2 separate regions of the Zea mays genome follow, and region 1 is linked to region 2. The links are chromatin contacts, called in public Hi-C maps. All regions are on one chromosome and are shown on one strand. The core of a region is the stretch at or near the end of the contact, and the rest is flanking DNA. Distances in the headings are between cores, read along the strand shown. Region 1 holds the start of LOC100191873 (Zinc finger protein ZAT9). Region 2 has its middle 5.0 kb from the start of TRNAL-AAG.

Region 1 (5,133 bases), core at 870-3,369, 170 kb after region 2:
TCATAGAGTTTGACAATTAAGACAAGACAACGAGAAGACGTGAACAGAAGGCTTCGGGAGGCCCCAATGTTCTGCTCATGTATGGCCCATCCTATGCATGGGCCTCCGCCACCAACTGACCCTAACTCTGCAAGCTTTAAGGATTCCACTTTAGAGCTGGTTTGGTTATCAGAGAAATAGAGAGCATATATGAGGAAGGATTCTCTTTGTTGAATAGCAAGAGAATTCCTTTCTTTGGATCCTCTGTATTTACCTGGTCACTAAACCAGCCCTTAAGGCTAGTTTGAGAACTGTATTTTTTCCCAAAAGAATCATATTTTCCAAGGAAAAATGAACTAATTACTCTTAGAAAATAGAAATCTTTGAAAAATGATGTTCCCAAACTAGCTTTATTTTTATCCAGATTTTTTCTAGCTACCGCTCTTCACCTTTGTATTGGACGCCACTTCATCGGAAGTGCAATCAGTTGGACGCTCGTTTACTACCAGCAGATCAGAGTAGGAGGCCGATCGATATGTGCAATGCCGCAGTGTGTTGGCGACGTTCGTTAAGCACCAAAATGACATCTACAAGTGGGTGAAGTGAGCACTAGGCTCCAAGATGACTTTCTGTTACAGCATTTCGAAAATAACACACTAGGGATGAGAGTTTGCGATGGGCAGGTCAGCAGGTGTAATTATTGTTAATGGCCAGTAATACCACCTACCGGCATAACAGCTAGCTTGGGCAGGTTTACTGCAATCGCATGGACGAAAACGAAGCTGTCAAGTGCCAACTAAAAAAAAATTCCTGGCTCGTGACACAAACCGATGGCCACCAGCTGAGCTGAGTAGCCGACGCTCCTTGCGCTGCTCTTTCTGGTGTGGTCGATTCAACCAAAAGCTAGCTAGTACTTCCTCCGTTTCGTTTTAGTTGTCGCTGGATAGTGTAAAATTCAACTATCCAACGACAATTAAAAAGAAATGGAGGCTAGCAGTAGTAGCATCCAAGCAGCTACACCACTCTCTTTCTTGTAATCTTTGTTTGGCTAAACTTGCATTGGAGCAGCCATCAGCAGACCCCCGCCATCCGTGACTGGGGGAGACGATTAGCAGGAGACTTGTTCAACAAAAGGAGAGGCATGTGCGATACGTGCATGCGCCGACAGAAGCATCGCACGTCCATGTGGGGGCACCCGCATCCCCTGCTGCCGCCGCCGCTGCCTGCATCCTCTCCCTCTCGCTCCCGTAGCACTGATAGATAGCCGAGCAGCACCAACAACAGGTCCCTGCTAGTGCAGCGTATGATGTGATGCACAGTTGGTAGCGCACGCAGCCACCGCATCCTCTGCAGTGTCTTTGCCCAGTTCGCAAGTCAGTGTTTCCAAAGGACAGAGCCTAGTAGTAGTAGCTAGTCAAGCATTGGAGGCATCGCGATCTAGCTGCCGAGCCCTTTGAGTACAACGTCAATTGGACCTTGCAAACTTGTTGTGCAGCAAATTGCTGCGTAGGTAGGGGAGGATGGAACTGAACTGGATGGGAGAAGACGCGAGAGAATCTCGAGTGTCAATGCCCATCAATTGGCCAGCGTCACGTAATCTCCCGATCGGTGGTCAATGCAATGCACCTTCCCCCCCCCCCCCCCCCCCCCCCCCCCCCCCCAAATTATTCCGCGCACACGATTAATTACGTGCCACTTAATTCTTTTTTTTTTTTGTTGTTGCCACCAATGAACTGTAACTCCTACAGCTACAGGCAAGCTTGCCGCTTGCGCTTCCCCTGTGCGCGAGAATTCAAGAATTGCCGAGCAGCACGCCCAGATCCTATTGATCTCCGTATTCAATCCTGCCAGTTATGCGGATGCAAATTTCTTCTCTCTCTCTCTATTTACAGGCCACGGCGTTTGCTTGGAGCAGTTATTTTCTGCTTATATTGTGGATCTTCAGTTTTTCAAGTGTCTCTTGAACGCCCCTAATTTTGGTAAAAGCCTGGCCCTGTGCTGTACGTATTTAAGCAACTTTCTCACCTCCTCCGATCCCACTCGTCCCTTCGTTGCTAGGTGGAGAAGACCGATGCTTGTCACCTACTCCTTTTTAGGTCCCACTACTCTCCCCTCTCACACTTCTTCCGCCTCTTTTCCCGTCAGATTATTGTTATCCTTGAGTGAGTGAGGCCCAAAGGCAGCAGCACGTACAGAGCAAGCGAAGGGAGAACTCAAGCGAGGGAGGCAGAGGGCGAAGCTAAGCAAGCAGCTAGCTGCTCACTGCTTGCTCTGTGCTGGTCGTTTGCTCTGTGCTGGTCGCGTTCCGTTTGCAGGAACTCCTTGCCTGGTGATGGACAGGCACACCTGCAGGCTCTGCTTCCGGCGGTTCCACAACGGCCGCGCGCTGGGCGGCCACATGCGCTCCCACGTCATGGCCGCGTCGTCGGCTGCAGCGCGCTCGCCGCTGCCGCGGCAGCAATCGCCGCCGTTCTCCCTGGCGTCCACCTCGTCGACGGAGATGGGCGACGGGCCGGCGCGGCAGAAGCCACTCGCGGCGCCGTGCGTCGCACGCGAGGGCGCCACGAAAGCGTTCGGCTTTCCTGGACTCTCCGGCGGCGGCAGGCCCGCCCGCGGCGAGTCTTCGGTCGTGCAGGACGGGGAGAGCGACACGGAGTCGTCCCCGCGGTTCGCCGTGAGCCGGCGACGCTCAAAGCGGGCGCGCCGGCGCGCGCCCCCGCCGGCGGTGGCGTCCTCCGATCCCGAGCAGCCAGCGAGCAGCGTCTCCGACGCGACGCCGGAGGAGGACGTGGCCATGTCGCTCGTCATGCTGTCCCGGGACTCGTGGACGCGGTCCAGATCCGGCTGGGGCCCGGCGAGCTCGGAGGCGGCGGAGCAGGACCACGACGACGACGGTGTCCGCTCGCTCGTCGGCGCGGACTATGCCGATCACGAGCACGGCGTCGCGCGCTCGGACCACGGCAGGCACCAGTGCGGCGCGTGCAGGAAGGTGTTCCGGTCGTACCAGGCGCTCGGCGGCCACCGCGCCAGCGTCAAGAGAGGAAAGGGCGGGTGCGTGCCGGTGCCGGTGCCGCCTCCCGCCGCGCCGTCGTCCAAGGCTCGCCGCGCCGAGAACGGCCCGGCGGTCCACGAGTGCCCGTTCTGCTTCCGCGTGTTCGAGTCGGGACAGGCCCTGGGCGGCCACAAGCGCGCGCACATGCCGTCCGGCGCGCCCGCCCCACGGCCCCCGTCCCCTTGGACGCCAGCGAAATGCGGCGACAGCTCCATGTCCATCGACCTCAACGTGCCGGCCGCGACGGACGACGACTTCGAGCTCTCCGCCGTGTACGACACCGAGTTCGGCGGCAACAGACAGTGAGGCCAGCTGCTGACCCGATCCGACCGATACTTACTGCTACGACGCCAACTTCAGACCGGCTGATGCTCTTGCGCAGCTGCTGCGGTAAAGGGCTTGGGTCCCTTCCAATCCATGCAAGAATTAGACGGAGAGTAACAGTTGAGCATTTTTTTTTGTTTTGTTTTGTTTTGTTTGGTCTGTTACTCCACTGCGATTGTTAGTCTGGCAGGTACGTACCTAAATTAGATGAGCAGTACATTCATATTATTTTCGTTCTCTTGTAGGAGTACCAAAAAATCGAAGTGGCCCATTACTTGGATTTTGTTATTGAGAAGTGCATTCACCATGTCCCATTTTAAACTCTGCTGCGTCCTTGAACCTCAAAGCACAACTGCACAGTATCATATAGTTAGTGGTGGATTTAGGAATGGAGGAAGTTACTAAGCCGACCACTGTGGCGCTGGTGGCTTGGTGTAACACCCAAAATCTTATGTTGGTAATTTAGGGCTTGTTCGTTTCTGTCGGATTGGTGGGTCGGAACGATTCCAAACCGGATTGCTTCTCTAATTTATATAAACTTTGATTGAGTGGAACGATTCCAGGTGCAATCCGACACAAACGAACAAGCCCTTAGAGAGATCTCCCAGAATACTTAGAATAAAATGACTTCTAAATAATAAATTCCTTCTTTATAAATTACGTTTTCCTAAAGCAAATAACTAGTAACATTAAAAGTTTGGTAATTCAAAACATAGATCCAAATTTGAACTTAAAGCTAAATAGAAAACATGAACAACAAATAGAGGAAGAACCTTTAATCTATCTAATTGTTCCCTTAAACACCCTTCAAAAATAAATATATGCATTTAAATTAAAATAGTTCGTGGTACATGTAATATATATTTGTTTTTTACTGTTTTAAAAGAAAATAAATAATGAAATTTAGAGTATACATTCCTAATGAGTATCTTATAAAAAAATATGTGTATGTGGTTTATATTTTGAGGCATGTACATAACCAAATATTAATATAAATATAATACAACATTTGCATTTTCATGCTGGAGTTTTATGTTGTGTATATTATCTTGAATTAAAAACTTGAACGCAAATTTGAATTTGAGAGGGGAATTAGAAAATAGCAAAGAAATCAGGGAAAAAGTAAAAAGAAAAGAAGGAAACCCCTCTCTGGGCCAAAACTACATAAACTGGCCTAGTAAACATTCCCTTAGCCCATTTCGGCCCAACCCCGCCCGCGCGCACCCTGTGCCGACTTGTCGGCCCCCCTCGCCAGCCGCGCCCTCGCGATCGTGTATTCCCCCTCGCTCGCTGACATGTGGGCCCCTGGCGTCAGGCCGTCTTCTTCGCTGAAGCTGTTGCAACGACGCCCGATCTTTGCGGCAACCCAATTCCTCCAACCAAGCTCGGACTCCTGAATTCGGGCTATAAAACGTGCGCGCGCGGCACACACGTCGAGGGCGGGATCTCGCAGAGAACCACACAGAAGGGCCACCATTACCGAGCCCGCGTGAAGAAGAATACCGCCTGGATGAATTGAGGATGCTCTGGCGTCGGGCTCGCGATATCCTGGCTGGGTGCTCCACGGGGTCCTCTGGGAGGTACTGCAAGGGAAATGTGCCCGTGGGCCATTTCTATATTGTCTTGGTGATTAAGTGTCCAACACATAGTGAGTGAAATGTTATGTGCCAAACAAGCAAAAGATGCAAATCATGTAACAAGGTACGTTTCTAGACTTAGTACATTGTTTTGAGTACTAACATATGTTGTCTAAGTGTTAGAAACAGGAGAAAATAGAT
Region 2 (5,127 bases), core at 2,214-4,713:
TGTCATGGAATTCTAAGAAACAAACCTCTGTTGCCCTATCCACCGCTGAGGCCGAGTACGTTGCCACAGGACAGTGTTGCGCGCAACTACTTTGGATGAGGCAAACCCTCCGGGACTTTGGCTACAATCTGAGCAAAGTCCCACTCCTATGTGACAATGAGAGTGCTACCCGCATAGCGGACAATCCTATTGAGTACAGCCGCACAAAGCACATTGACATCCGGCATTACTTTTTGAGAGACCACCAGCAAAAGGGAGATATCGAAGTGTTCTATATTAGCACCGAGAACCAGCTAGCCGATATCTTTACCAAGCCTCTAGATGAGAAGACCTTTTGCAGGCTGCGTAGTGAGCTAAATGTCTTAGATTCGCGGAACTTGGATTGATTTATATCATACATGTGTTTATGTCTTGATCATGTTCCTTATGCATTTTGTTGCTTATGTATGGTGCTCAAGTTGTACAAGCACTCCCCGGACCTCACAAGTCCTTTTGCATGTGATGCACATATTTAGGGGGAGATGTGCTACAACTTGACCCTTTGAGACTAACCATGTGCTTGAGTTTTCTTAATTTAGTCTCAAAGGAGGTTTGAAAGGGAAAAGGTGGACTTGGACCATGAAAGACTTCCACTGCACTCCGATGAGAGGGTAACTTATTCCAAGTTCATCTCATGTACTCTTATTGCCTTTGTATTCTTATTTGAAGATTTTGGTGAGGCAATGGGGTTCAAGGGCCAAAATTGATCCTGTTTTGGTGTTTGATGCCAAAGGGGGAGAAAATAAGGCCAAAAGCAATAAAATGGATCAGCTACCACTTGAGAAATTTTGAAAATAGTAGAATAGAGCTTTTGGTTTGTCAAAACTCTCTTGTTGTCTCTTTTGTCAAAAGTTGGCCTCTTGTGGAGAGAATAGACGATTATGGGAAAAAGGGGGAGTTTTTGAAATCTTGGATCAATTTCTCTTGGAACGACTCTCTTTATGTCTCAACAAGTGTGTTTGACTTAGAGATAGGAAATTGAGGTTAATTTGCAAAAACAAAACCAAGTGGTGGCAAAGAGTGATCCATATATGCCAAATTTGAATCAAAACAATTTTGAGTTCTCATTTGTATTGATGTTGCACTTCTTTTAGTTGCTTTTTGTTGTGTTGGCATAAATCACCAAAAAGGGGGAGATTGAAAGGGAAATGTGCCCTTGGGCCATTTCTAAGTATTTTGGTGATTGAGTGCCAACACAAGTGCTTAAGTGTAAATCTATGCCAAGTGATGGACAAAGTGCAAATCAAGTCTAAAGGTATGTTTCTAGACTTAGTACATTGTTTTAAGTACTAATGTATTGTGTCTAAGTGATGGAAACAGGAGAAATCGAATTGGAAAAGAGATGACTTTGTTCAGCCAAAGTCTGCTCAGTCTGGGTGCACCGGACTGTCCCGTGGTGCACCGGACAGTGTCCGGTGCGCCAGGCTGGCTCTGGCGAACCTGCTGCTCTCGGGACTTCGACGGTGGTGTACAGCTATAAATCACCGGACTGTCCGGTGGTGCACCGGACTGTCCGGTGAGCCATTCACAGGCGAACTCGTCGCTCTCGGGAGATGATTAACGGCATACGACTATAATTCACCGGACTGTCCGGTGATGCACCGGACTGTCCGGTGAGCCAACGGTCGGTCGGGCCAACGGTCGGCCGCGCGATCTGCGCGGGACACGTGGCCGAGCCAACGGCTAGAAGGGGGCACCGGACTGTCTGGTGTGCACCGGATAGTGTCCGGTGCGCCAACGGCTCTGAATCTGCAACGGTCGGCTTCGCCAAATAAGAAAAGAAATCCACACCGGACAGTGTCCGGTGGTGCACCGGACTGTCCGGTGCGCCAGGCGACAGAAGGCAAGAATTGCCTTCCTGGAATGCTCTCAACGGCTCCTAGCTGCCTTGGGGCTATAAAAGGGACCCCTAGGCGCATGGAGGAGAAGACCAAGCATCCTTAGAGCATTGTTGATCACTCACACTTCATTCTTGCGCACTTGTTCGACATTCTTAGTGATTTGAGCTCCGTTCTAGTGAGAACCTCGTGATAGTCTTTTGAGCTCAAGTCTGGGTCTTGTGTGTGCGTATTTGCCGTGAGTTTTGTGTCTTGTGTGTGTTGCTCATCCCTCCATTGCTCCGTGCTTCTTTGTGAACATCAAAGTGTAAGGGCGAGAGGCTCCAAGTTGTGGAGATTCCTCGTGAACGGGATATAGTATACAAAGCAAAAACACCGTGGTATTCAAGTGGGTCTTTGGACCGCTTGAGAGGGGTTGATTGCAACCCTCGTCCATTGGGACGCCACAACGTGGAAGTAGGCAAGTTTTATACTTGGCCGAACCACGGGATAAACCACTGAGTCTACCTGTGTTGATCTTCTTGTGGTTATTGTGTTTTGCTAAAGACTCCTCTCTAGCCACTTGGCATTATTGTACTAACTCCTAATCAAGCTTTGTGGCATTAAGTTTCAAGTTTCACAGGATCACCTATTCACCCCCCCTCTAGGTGCTCTCACATTTGCTAATGTATGTGTACCTTTTGTTTGCATATTTTGTCTTCTCAAAATTGTTGTCCAGTACAACAGTACTTATGTTTCCTTTTTGTCGTTATGTAGGTCCATACCAAGAGAAGAAATCGTTTAGAACATAAAAGGCTGGACAAATTGGTGTATGTTAGCTACAACCGAAACGTGGCAAATAGATTTTAAAGAATTAGAGAGTTGGGCTTAAAGGGAAAGAAAAGCAACCCTTTGATCCTACAAGAGTTCCAATGGAAAATGAGTGGGTTCATGAAAATGATGAGGACATTAACGATGAAAATTCTCTTTGGAGGGCTGTTGATGAAGCTATTGGTGCAACTGAGCATCTAAGGGGTAAAAATCTCCCTAGAGCTGCTGCTGGGGCTGTTAACAGAACATACACTAGAACAAGGAAGCGTATTGTTCGTCCTCCACAGTTTGGTGAATCTGATTCTGATAAAGAAATGCAATAACAAGGAGAAGAACTTGCTGTTGCATCCACTGTAGTTCCAACTGGAGATGGCCTCTTTGAACTAGCTGATGAAATGCTTGATTAGCAGTTTAGCACAACAATATAGTGTTGTGCACTCCTACTATCTTGCATTTGTTTGTTTTAATCTAGTGTCCTGTTGTCCTGCACAACAATCTAGCAGTTCATCTTATTTTAATCTTATCAGTTGACATGCATTTAATCCTGCAATCTTATTGTCATGTTGTCATGTTGTCCTACTGATATTTATAGCTTTATGTATATATACATATGCTATTGACCTCCTGTTGTAGGCATACCAGAATTGTAATCCTGGAGTTGAAATTAATGTGACAGTGTGTTGCTGTAATTGGGCTGGTGGTTGTGCTGTGCTATAGCAGGGCTGCTGTGGAATGCGCTAGGGCACCAGGAGTCCGGAACCGTGAGTGCGAGTGGGATTCCACGCAACGTGGGCTGCTGGGCCACCAAGCGCTGGTTGTAATTGGGCTGCCAGTTCGCTATATGCAGCCTTCTTTGTTTTAGCTCAATCCTATTTTAATTTTTTATTTTTATATGTTCACGTATATTATACACTATTTTTTACCAATAAACTTGGATATTCAATTGAATACCCATGAATTACAATGAGCCATCCCTGGAGGAAGAGATGCGGAGGATAGTCTCGGCAACCGTCATCAGTAACAAAGGAGCCGAACATAATAGAACGACGAACATATGATGGACGAGTCACGAGTTGAACAGAACAAGCCGTAACTGGCCTGGAGCCAGGAGCTAGAAAAGGCGCTTCAAGATCTGTACAAGTATATGTGTCCTCAATCTAGAGCCGGCTACAAATTCCCCTTTGCATCCGGTCTGCACACGATTTTTTTCCGGTGCTACAGCACAATTTCCATGTCGTAGCTAAGCTAGTTTTTTTTCTTTCCTGTTCTATTTCTTTTTCCTCTTCCATTTCTCCATGGTGTTTTTCATTTGTATTTTCTTTAATTACTTTTTGTTAAATACTTTGTTTATTTCATTTTATTTACATGTTTTCTTCTTTTTCGTTTCCTTTTGTTTTCTTCTATTTTGTTTTCCTTCATCTTTCCTTTTATGTATTTGTACATTTTTATTATTTTCACAATTTTGTTTTTAATTCTACTCTATCTTTTATTATCTTGTTTTACTTTTTGTTTTTCATATGATGATCTATGTATGGTATTTTTACTTGGTACAAATGGGATACTTTTTATATATTTTTAGTATTTATGTGTATCTATGAAATATTTTTCCTATTTTTATTTTTTTTAATTTCTATATTACATGGTTTTTGTTATTTTTATTTTACATTATGTTTGTCTACCTTTTATTATTTTTTCTCTTTATATTACTTGTTCATTCATTTATGTATTTATCTTTTTCTACATATTTTAGTTTTTTGTTATTCGTCATTTCATGTGTTTCTTGATATTATAATACTATTCATATAAACATAGAATGTTTTTTTTCTAAATTTGAAATATTGTTCTCCACTTGTCATGAATTTAGAATATTTGTGTTATGAAGGCATGACTCCTTTTTTTCATCATTTTTGTGGTGATATTCACTTAAATAGTATCTTCTATGACATAATGTACTATTATTATACTGTTTATGAGGTATATTATGAATTATTGTTATATTAGTTTGATATGTTTGGTGTTTTTATTACATTTGATGCTCTGAAGTATTATATAATATTCATGTAGCATGCATGTTCTGATTTATGCTATTTAGGGATGTTCATGTAGTATATATATGGTTTATTATGATATAAGTGTTGTATAATGTTCAATAGCATATATGTGATGTTCTAGAATATTTTTTTGTCACATATATACATATGATGTTGTATGATGTATTTTACGATGTTCAGCAGTATACATGTGATGTTTTAGGATATATGTTTTTAACTTAAATCATTTGTCCTATAACGTATATGATTAATAAAGAATATACTATCTTCACAAAAAATATCATTTAATATTTTTTAATATACCAAGTGGGATCTTGTTTTGAAAGAACAATGGCGCTATTGAAATATAATTTTGAAATCAGTTTAGGAAATACGACCTTTTCAAACTT

The links. A called contact is a pair of places that touch in the nucleus more often than the background predicts.
Region 1: a Hi-C map of ear shows a contact between it and region 2, with 2.6 times the contacts expected there. The contact joins the promoter of LOC100191873 here to the enhancer-like site in region 2. A contact is called at or near these places in 3 of 25 Hi-C or Micro-C datasets (ear, leaf and tassel).

What each region holds. Positions count from the first base shown.
Region 1 is chr1:93,338,471-93,343,603 of Zm-B73-REFERENCE-NAM-5.0, forward strand. It overlaps LOC100191873 (Zinc finger protein ZAT9), which reads left to right and starts at 2,120. Exons shown (of 1, transcript NM_001137297.1): 1 at 2,120-3,628. The coding sequence starts at 2,312. The coding sequence ends at 3,337.
Region 2 is chr1:93,162,483-93,167,609 of Zm-B73-REFERENCE-NAM-5.0, forward strand. No RefSeq gene overlaps it. Among protein-coding and RNA genes, the nearest start is that of TRNAL-AAG, 5.0 kb to the right of the region's middle. Within about 2 kb of position 3,464, at least 15 of the 20 cell types and tissues checked have an H3K27ac peak or open chromatin away from gene starts, as enhancers often do. A contact at or near this core is called in ear, leaf and tassel, where this site is marked.